Regions from separate parts of the Mus musculus genome. Here region 2 is linked to region 1. Evidence: chromatin contacts called from public promoter capture Hi-C data. All regions are on one chromosome and are shown on one strand. The core of a region is the stretch at or near the end of the contact, and the rest is flanking DNA. Distances in the headings are between cores, read along the strand shown.

Region 1 (4,707 bases), core at 1,783-4,282:
TTAAATAAAAAAAAGGTTGGAGAGATGTTTACATGTTTAAGAATGCTTCCTGCTTTGTCAAGGACCTGAGTTTAATTGCCAAAGCCCATGTCTGACAGCTTCTAACTGCCTGCAACTCCAGCTCCAAGGGGTCTGAAGCCCTCTTCTGGCATTGAAGGATACCTACATAGGTATGCAGATACATACACACATAAACACACATGTAATTAAAATAATAAATCCTTTAAAAATATTTTTGTTCCTTAATTTAAACTCATATTTGTATAACACCACGTCTTATATAATTTGTGCTGCCATAACAGAATACTTTCAAGTCTGAGTCATTTATAAGAAGCTAGAAATTTTTTTCTCACAGTCCTAGCAAGCCCAAGATCAAGGCACAAGCTTGGCGTTTGGTGGGGGCTGCTGTCTCTTCTAAGAGAGAGTCTTGAAGACTGCATCCTTCAGAGGGATGGAATCCTATGTCCTCACAAGGCAGAAGGTTTAAGGGCAAATGGAATATATCCTTTTTAAAACTGTATTGGTCCATTCTTAAGTGCAGAGCCACCATGGCCGTAACTTCCCAAAGACCCCACCTCTCAATACTATTTCCATGGGGACTAAGTTTCTGACACAGGTGTTCAGAACAATGGCACCAACACATTAAGCACATCAAATTTGTAATTTGGTTTTTATAATGGTATCACTGAAAGCAATATTTTACTCAGGATTCTTTGATCTACATAAAACTAAGAAGTCTGGAGTCAGAATCTTAGGGCATCTTAAAGCTCAGGTTTTATTTTATCTTTTTTATTTGTTTCCTTTGGCTGTTTTTTGTTTGTTTGTTTTCTCTTTTTTGTTTTTTTTTTGTTTTTGTTTTTGTTTTTTTGAGACAGGGTTTCTCTGTGTAGCCCTGGCTGTCCTGGAACTTACTCTGTAAACCAGGCTGGCCTCGAACTCAGAAATTCGCCTGCCTCTGCCTCCCAAGTGCTGGGATTAAAGGTGTATGCCATGTATCAAAAGATGGCCTAGTCGGCCATCACTGCAAAGAGAGGCCCATTGGACTTGCAAACTTTATATGCCCCAGTACAGGGGAACGCCAGGGCCAAAAAGGGGGAGTGGGTGGGTAGGGGATTGGGGGGGTGGGTATGGGGGACCTTTGAGATAGCATTGAAAATGTAAATGAGGAAAATACCTAATTAAAAAAAAAGGTGTATGCCACCACCGCCCAGCCCTTTGGCGCTCTCTCTCTCTCTCTCTCTCTCTCTCTCTCTCTCATTTGTTTATTTATTTTACATATATGAGTACACAGTCACCAACACACAAGAGGGCATTGGATCCAATTACAGATGGATGTGAGCCACTATGTGGTTTCTGGGAATTGAACTCATGACCTCTGGAAGAGCAGTCAGTGCTCTTAACCCCTGAGGCATCTCTCCAGCCCCTTGCTTTTAACTCTTGATTTCCTGCCTTTACTTTCCAAGTGCTGGGGCAACAGGCGAGTTATATTAAAGTTCAATACAAGATTGTTTTCCCCTTTTCTCTCTTAAAAAAAAATTAAGAGAGGGTCTAGCTAGCCCTAGCTGGCCAGGCACTCACTCTGTACATCAAATTGCCCTTGGACTCAAAGAAACCTGCCTGCCTCTGCCTTCTGAGTGTCAGAATTAAAGGCACGTGCCACGTGGATAGCTCAAAGTTCAAGGTTTTAAACATGTCTGAGTCGGCCTGTAGCTTCCAGTTTGCCAAAAGTTGAAGGGGAGAGAGGAGGTGTGTGTGTGTGTGTGTGTGTGTGTATGTGTGTGTTTGAAGGCCAGATGTAGTAGCAAATGTCTTTAATCCTAGCACTCAGAAGGTAGAGAGAGGCAGATTTCTGTGAGTTTAAGACTATCCTGGTATATATAATGAGTTCCAAGACAGCCAGAGATATACAGTGACTCTTGTCTTAAAGTACAAAACAAAACAAAACACCCAAATCAAACCAACAATAAAATCCGACAATTTAAAATGCATTCTTACCAACTCCTAGCCTCCATCAATTCAGAAGATAGCATCTGAAACCCATGGAAAGGGTTTCCCCATATTCTGTAATGTTATTACCAGTGGTCCCTATCGTATGATATATGGCTCTCTTTGTTCTAAATCTAATGCAATCTTCATGTAACCACTTAACAGTTCTATGTGTTATTTGGAGAAACTTGTATCTATCTGTTCCTGGGCTCAAGTCCTCCTTTTTGGCTCTAGCATAAACTCTTGTACATCCTCTTTGAGGAGAGAACTATGGTTTTTCATGCTATTCTCTGAAGATATTTAAATCTACCACTCAAGATTTTAGTTCATCTTATTGTATTTATTTAGAGACATGTTCTTATTAAGTTGCTCTGACTGGACTGAACTCATTATGTACACCAGGCTTGGCTCAATCTCTACCTCCTAAATGCTAGGATTAAAGAAATATGTTGGAAAACAACAACAACAAGAGAGACTTTGAAAGAGAGACGGCAACTTAGTGTGGGGAGGTCCGTAGAGTACAACACAATTTACTGCTCTCTCACTGCAGAGTGATCTATTTTCTACTACGGTCAAACTTAACGTTCCTTACTACATAGAAAGGAAAAAACTGGTTCCACTTTTTTGAAGGGAGTTAAATCAGGCATGGTAATACAAGCCTGTAATCCCAGCATGTAGTAGGCAGAGGCAGGAGGATCAGTATTTTAGGTCAGCCTGGGCTACATAAGCATGATAGGCTAAAAAATAAATTATAAATTGGATAATATATTTTAAAAAATAGTGTTTTGCAGACAACAATTCCACATCTGTGGTTTGTGTCAACTCCCCACGTGGCCTAACCACAAAAACCCAGAGAGCCTGAGAAACAGTTAAATCCAGGAACCTCCCTTTCTAACTCAGGTTTCTACCCGAGTCCACAGAAGGGATCGGAAGTGGCGTACTGCCGAGGGGAGGAGCAAACTGCCAGCCGATTGGCCAGCTGGCCGGAGGAGGATGGTGCATCCGGAATAAGCGCCCCTCCACTTTATTGCCGCTGCCCAGTTACAAGTTCTCTGGGAGTTTGTGCCTGACGGCGGTACCGCAGCCCTGGACCGACCGACGAGATGCCGAACGGAAGCCGCTGCCCGGATTGCGGCTCCTCCGAGCTCGTGGAAGATTCGCATTATTCTCAGAGCCAGCTGGTGTGCTCCGACTGCGGCTGCGTGGTCACCGAAGGGGTCCTAACTACCACCTTTAGCGACGAGGGCAACTTCAGGGGTACTGGTCTTGAACCCGGGGATCGCCAGCCTTGGGCGGTGGAGTCCTTAAACCCAGCTCCCTCTTTCCAGCCTCCTCCCTTTCTTGGCCATGCGCACAGTTAAATGTGAGAGAATTGGGCTTAAGTAAACAGATGAGCTGGAGGAGGGTGCGATCCATCTGATTTCCCAGTACCTACAACGGTGTCTGGCATTGGGTGGGTATATTGGTTGGTGAATGAACGAAACGATAAAGGTTTCATTCGTCTTGTCAGACCTAGTCAGTGTTGAAGGAGTGCCGGTAAATTATTTGAAAATAACAACACGAACCATCATCTCCTAGCAGGTTTTAGCACTAATTGGCAACTTGCTCTCCTCTGCGTTCCACGCCATTGCTCTAGTACAGCGGTTCTCAACCGGTGGGTGGTGACCGCCGTGGTGTCCACAGAATCTTTCACAGGAGTCCCCTAAGACCATCCTGCATATAGGCGGTTTACATTATGATTCATAATGCAATTCATAATTCTCTTTTTTTTCTGTAGCTAATGCAATCTTCGTGTAACCATTACAAAATTACAGTTATGAAGTAGCAACGAAAATAATGTTAAGGTTGGGGGTCACCACAACGTGAGGAACTGTATTAAAGGGTGGCAGCATTAGGAAGGTTGAGAACCACTGCTCTAGCCCTTGGCTAATGCAGCCCTCAAAAGTGAATGTATCAGAGAAATTATTGGAAAATCAGAATTGCCAGTGCAGCTTTTAAAAATACAGTTCTGTCCTATTACTTTTACATAGATGGGTATCTTCTCTGAGGTAGAAGTAGATACACAGTCATTTGAAATCTCCCTGGCCTTATGCAGTCAGAGGGCAAGGAGGAGGTGAACGAAGGCCAGCTGGGTAATTTGTTGTTTGCTATTTTACAGAAGTGACATATTCTCGAAGCACTGGGGAAAACGAACAAGTTAGTCGCTGCCAGCAACGAGGTGAGAATCAAACTTTTTTCCCCCTTAAATTTCAGCTTTGCTTTTATTTATGTCACTGTTTAATGTTTTGATATTATGTGTATGGGTGTTCTTACTGCATGTATGTGTGTGTGTGCAGCATGTGCATGCCTGGTGCCCATGGAGTTAGAAGAGGGGGTTGGATCATCTGGAATTGCAGTTATAGATGGTCGTGAGCAGCCCTGTGGATGCTGGGAAGCAAACCCCAGGTCGTCTACAAGAGCAATAGTGCCTTTTAACTGCTGAGCCATCTCTCCAGCCCAGAGCATCAACCTTTTTTTTTCTTTTCTTTTCTTTTTTAAATATATTTTTTTATTACGTATTTTCCTCAATTACATTTCTAATGCTATCCCAAAAGTCCCCCATACCCTCCCCTCAACTCCCCTACCCACCCATTCCGGAGCATCAACCTTTTATGACACCGTGGCCTTAAAGACTTTTTTGTTTTGTTTTTGTTTTTCAAGACAGGGTTTCTCTGTGTAGCC
Region 2 (4,523 bases), core at 1,630-4,129, 100 kb before region 1:
CCCAAGCACCAAAAAATAGAAAACACACATATATGTACTATACACACTCACCTTTAACATACGTGGTCTTAGACAAGGTACCGGGCCACAGTCACATAAGCCTTCGTGGGTTTCTTACTGCCGTGTCGTGTAAATACATATACAAGCACCCCGTGTCAATGTCCATGGAACCACAGCTTCTGCCTTCTCTCCAGGACAAAACTTCCTACTTTAAGAACTTCTGTCCACCAAGTGGCTGCTGCCTCTGCTCACCACAGATTGCTATTCTTCCAGACACATCCTTGGGGCTTCTAACTTGGGGGTCCACCATCAGCATCTTAGGGGCCCACACTCACTATGATTGCCTCCAAGGGCATAAAACAAAGGTCATGGGGGACTGGGCCTGAGCAACGCTCTCTCTGGGCAATGTATGTGTCTATCCAGAGTTGGACGACCTCTACAGAACAGGCAATGCTAATTCCCGGAGGCCTAGCCATTAGGATGGCTTCCCAGAGGCATCAGGCCACTGGCTTGCAACCCCCAGCTGGCCACCAAAAGTGATAGTGAGGTTGGAAACAGACATATTGTCTGGGGAGAAAAATGGAGCAATGACTTCTAAACGTACAAGTGTATGTATGCCTTATTTATAACAATTCTGTTCATAGAAACAAATACATCTGCAAAAGAATGAAAGGACTAGGGTATTAATTATACACTGCAACATCATCTATGGATAAAGACAGGAAATCAGGTGTCCACTTGTAGATGACTAGTTTTATGTCCATTCATACTAAAAATGGGTATCTTTTGTGTGTTCATCTAGAAGGGTCATAAGTTAAGGTCATATAGTTATGTTAAAACTTAAAAGCACAGGCTGAGATACAGTCATGTGGAAAACAAAGGCAAAAAGAGTATGCTTTTACATCCTGAGTTATCTCTCAATAAAATGTTATTGGAAAGATTAATAAGATCCGATAGCAGTTACTTGTTGAGGAATTGAACCTCGGGATGGAAGTCACTTTCTGTTATCTACATTTTCTATATTGTGATGGTTGAACAAGATGACTACATTGTTTGTTAAAAACTTACAATAAAATTACGAGAGAGAGAGAGAGAGAGAGAGAGAGAGAGAGAGAGAGAGAGAGAGAGAATAATCTCAAAGACCGAAACAGCAAAACAATAGGAGCGGCGAGGAAGGAGGCAGAGTACTTGGGCATGGCTCTGCTGCCTCCCAGGAATGGGGGAGGCACATTTGGGAACAGGGGTCTAGCACATTAATTCTCACAATATTTGGTTACAGGACTAATCATTTGCCACACACCGGTATGTTCTTACAACTGGGGACTCTTGCTCTTTTTCAAAACTATAAACATTTTTGCACATTTTCTTCAAGTAACAGGGCTTGGTCCTTGACTAAAGCAGAGATGGCCCTTGAGTATGTCTTGGGGGAGATATCTTTCCCCAACCTATTCTGATGTCCTGGGGGTAGGGGGGTGGGGTGGGGGGAAGAGCCAAATGGCATGTATTTGTTTTAGAGATTGCTTGCTGAGAATCTTATGACACCCCTTTGCGATAACTGGCAGCGCTCTGGGGTGTTGCAAAACCCTGACTTGGGTGCAATCACCCTGATGACCAGCAAGAAGCCACAGCCAAAGGCAGCCTTCACACCACCCTGGCATGGCTGGGACAGGAGCAGGGGCAGGGGCAGCAGAAGGGAGCTCTGACGGCTGCATCCATGGGACAGGGAAAACCTTTGCTTGAGAGCCCCTGACAGTCCTGCTCATGGGTGAGTGAGCTGCTGAGTCCCTGGGAGCCCAGCTGGCCCTTTTTCCTCAGGGATAATTTTAGGTTCTCTCTTCCCCTTCCAACCTTTCTGACTCCCAACCCCTGGTTCAGCCTCCCGTGGGGATTGCCTGGACCAGTGGCTATAGAGGACACTTTTAAAATATTGAGCTACTCAAAAGAACATGCCAGGGGGGTACCCTGGAGGCATTTTCCACTATATTTGTTTTTTTCTCTCTTTTGCCCCATTGTTTCGGGGTGGAAATGAGACAACTCATGGAGCAGTCTTGACAGGCGTCCCTAACCCTGGTATTACATGTGAAGGCCATCACTTCAGGCTTCTTTATTCGCATCCCAGGAATCATCAAACTCAGGTCCTTCTGCTTGCAAGGCAAGCACTTCACTCATTTAGCCATTTCCCTAACTCCCAGAGGCTTATTTCTAAGCCTTTCATGCCCACATCCAATTTGGAAAAATTTTGACTGGGAGATTGGATGACAGGGTCAGGTCCTATAAGTCTGGGTGAAGGGAGGGGGCTCAGAGGCGCTGATCTTACTGTATAAGAAACTTCAGAGGCATTAAAATACCAGGCTTATCCTTTTATGCACTCCAGATATGCAGTACGAGGGCCCCGGGAGATGGCACAGTAAGTAAGAGTGTTTGTTCTGCAAGCCAGGGGCACTGAGTTCAAATCCCCAGCACCGAAGTGAAGAGGTGGATGTGGCCGCACACACCCACGATGCCAGCCTTGGGAAGCAGAGGCAGGCGAATCTCAAAAGCCCAGACTCCACCGTCCTAGCCAACGCAAAAGCTTTCTGGCCCTGTGAGAGACCCTGTCTCAAGGTAATAAACTGGAAAATAGTAGAGGGAGACACCTGATGCACCCACACGTTCACATGCAGACACATGACTCCCTCGACTCTAGTTTCTTATGAAGAAATCTCCAGCAAGTGGATGAGAACTCTTTACCATGGGGAAGGTGACAAACATTAGCTTTGGATAACTGAGTGTGGCGATAGACCTGTGGTCCTCACCCTTCCTCAGGCTGCGACCCTTTAATACAGTGCCTCATGTTGCAGTGACCCCAATCATAACATTATTTTAGTTGCTACTCCATAATTGTAATTTTACTATTATTCTGACTCGTGATGTAAATATCTGATATGCAGGATATCTATCTGATATGTGAACACGGTGGGGACTGCAAGCCACGGGTTGAGAACCACTGTGCTAGACAGCCTCAAATGCATCCTTTCTCTCTCTGTCTCTCTCTGTCTCTGTCTCTCTCTCTCTCTTTCTGTGCTGGACCTCAAGCATGTTAAGTATGCACTCTACCACCGAGATACACCCCTCCCTCTCCAAAACTCCATCCTCTCATTTTAATGTGTCTATCACTTCAGAATTTGAAGGGACTTTTCTAGAAATTTTCTAGGAGAAAGGTGTGTGGACTGGGCAGTGCAGGAGGAAGATGGAAACCAGAAGCCCTCAGCATCCCAAGCTACACGATGCCATGTCAAACTAGAGTGACTCCTGAAACAAGCGGGTGTCTCCAGTAACTGAAAAGAAGAAGAACTGAAACAGCAGACAGGGACAGAGGGTGAGCGAAATTGAGGAAAGGGAAGGGGACGGATCTCATCAGCTGGGAGAGAAAAGGATGCCAGCCACCTCTGGTTGGTGGCTTCACAAAAAGAGTCTTAGAGTTGGGAATAGTGGCGCACAGATCTGTAATCCCAGCACTGGGGAGGTTGAGGCAGAAGGATCTGGAGGTCCAGACCAATCTGGGCAACATATAGAAAGACTATCTCAAACAATAAGATACCTTAGGGAGAGCATCCAAGCAGAAGAGGGGCTATCTTGGATGGTTTGGGTTGTTCGGTTTTGTTTTGGTTTGTTTCTGGATGGTTGCCTTCCTTGTTGGGTAAAGGATAGGGTGCGGGGGTTTCTCTTCTTTGCAGGGTTGCCTCAGGTTCTGCCAGGAAGGAGCTGCTGAGCTCCAGGAAACCGGTGCTGAGGGAGTGTCAAGACAGGACGCCCCTCTCCACCCTCCAATTCCCACCAGAGGCCTCTCTTGTGACTATTGGACGCTGTTCCTTTAAAAGCAGCCACTCCTCCCGGCAACTAGGGTGTACATGGGGGGTGAGATGGAGGGAAGCTGACAGACTTACCCCAGCAATTAGGGAAGATGGCCCAGGCTGGAAGAGTCGCTCCCAAGCCCTACTGTCCCCTTCCCTAAGCCAGCGGGTCTGGGGAGGAGGGGGAACCTTCCCACCCCAGGCGCCACACGAGATGGCTCCGTGGCCTCACAGAAACGGCTCTCTGGCTTTGTGGTCGGACGCCCCTACCCTGGACCCCAGTGCAGCCAACACCAGTGGGTTGCCAGGAGTACCATGGGCAGCGGCATTGGCTGGGGCATTGCTGGCGCTGGCCACGGTGGGAGGCAACCTGCTGGTAATCATAGCCATCGCCCGCACGCCGAGACTACAGACCATAACCAACGTGTTCGTGACTTCACTGGCCGCAGCTGACTTGGTAGTGGGACTCCTCGTAATGCCACCAGGGGCCACATTGGCGCTGACTGGCCATTGGCCCTTGGGCGAAACTGGTTGCGAACTGTGGACGTCAGTGGACGTGCTCTGTGTAACTGCTAGCATCGAGACCTTGTGCGCCCTGGCTGTGGACCGCTACCTAGCTGTCACCAACCCTTTGCGTTACGGCACGCTGGTTACCAAGCGCCGCGCCCGCGCGGCAGTTGTCCTGGTGTG

What was found. Capture Hi-C pulls out chosen DNA fragments and counts their contacts.
Region 2: a contact with region 1 is called in a promoter capture Hi-C map of pancreatic islet. The contact joins the promoter of Adrb3 here to the promoter of Brf2 in region 1. A contact is called at or near these places in 11 of 39 promoter capture datasets (the 3T3-L1 cell line, 3T3-L1-derived adipocytes, the C10 cell line and 6 more), 1 of 15 datasets of contacts at CTCF or cohesin (embryonic stem cells), 7 of 115 datasets of contacts at active chromatin or transcription factors (CD8 T cells, embryonic stem cells, epiblast stem cells and 2 more) and 3 of 9 other capture datasets (adipose tissue, liver and pancreatic islet).

What each region holds. Positions count from the first base shown.
Region 1 is chr8:27,126,957-27,131,663 of GRCm38.p6, reverse strand. Brf2 (BRF2, RNA polymerase III transcription initiation factor 50kDa subunit) reads left to right here and starts at 3,032. Exons shown (of 4, transcript NM_025686.2): 1 at 3,032-3,243; 2 at 4,145-4,204. The coding sequence starts at 3,090.
Region 2 is chr8:27,227,944-27,232,466 of GRCm38.p6, reverse strand. Adrb3 (adrenergic receptor, beta 3) reads left to right here and starts at 2,879. Exons shown (of 4, transcript NM_013462.3): 1 at 2,879-3,358; 2 at 3,717-4,523. The coding sequence starts at 4,048. It overlaps Gm45470 (a long non-coding RNA gene), which reads right to left and starts at 3,058. Exons shown (of 3, transcript XR_001778544.2): 1 at 1-3,058.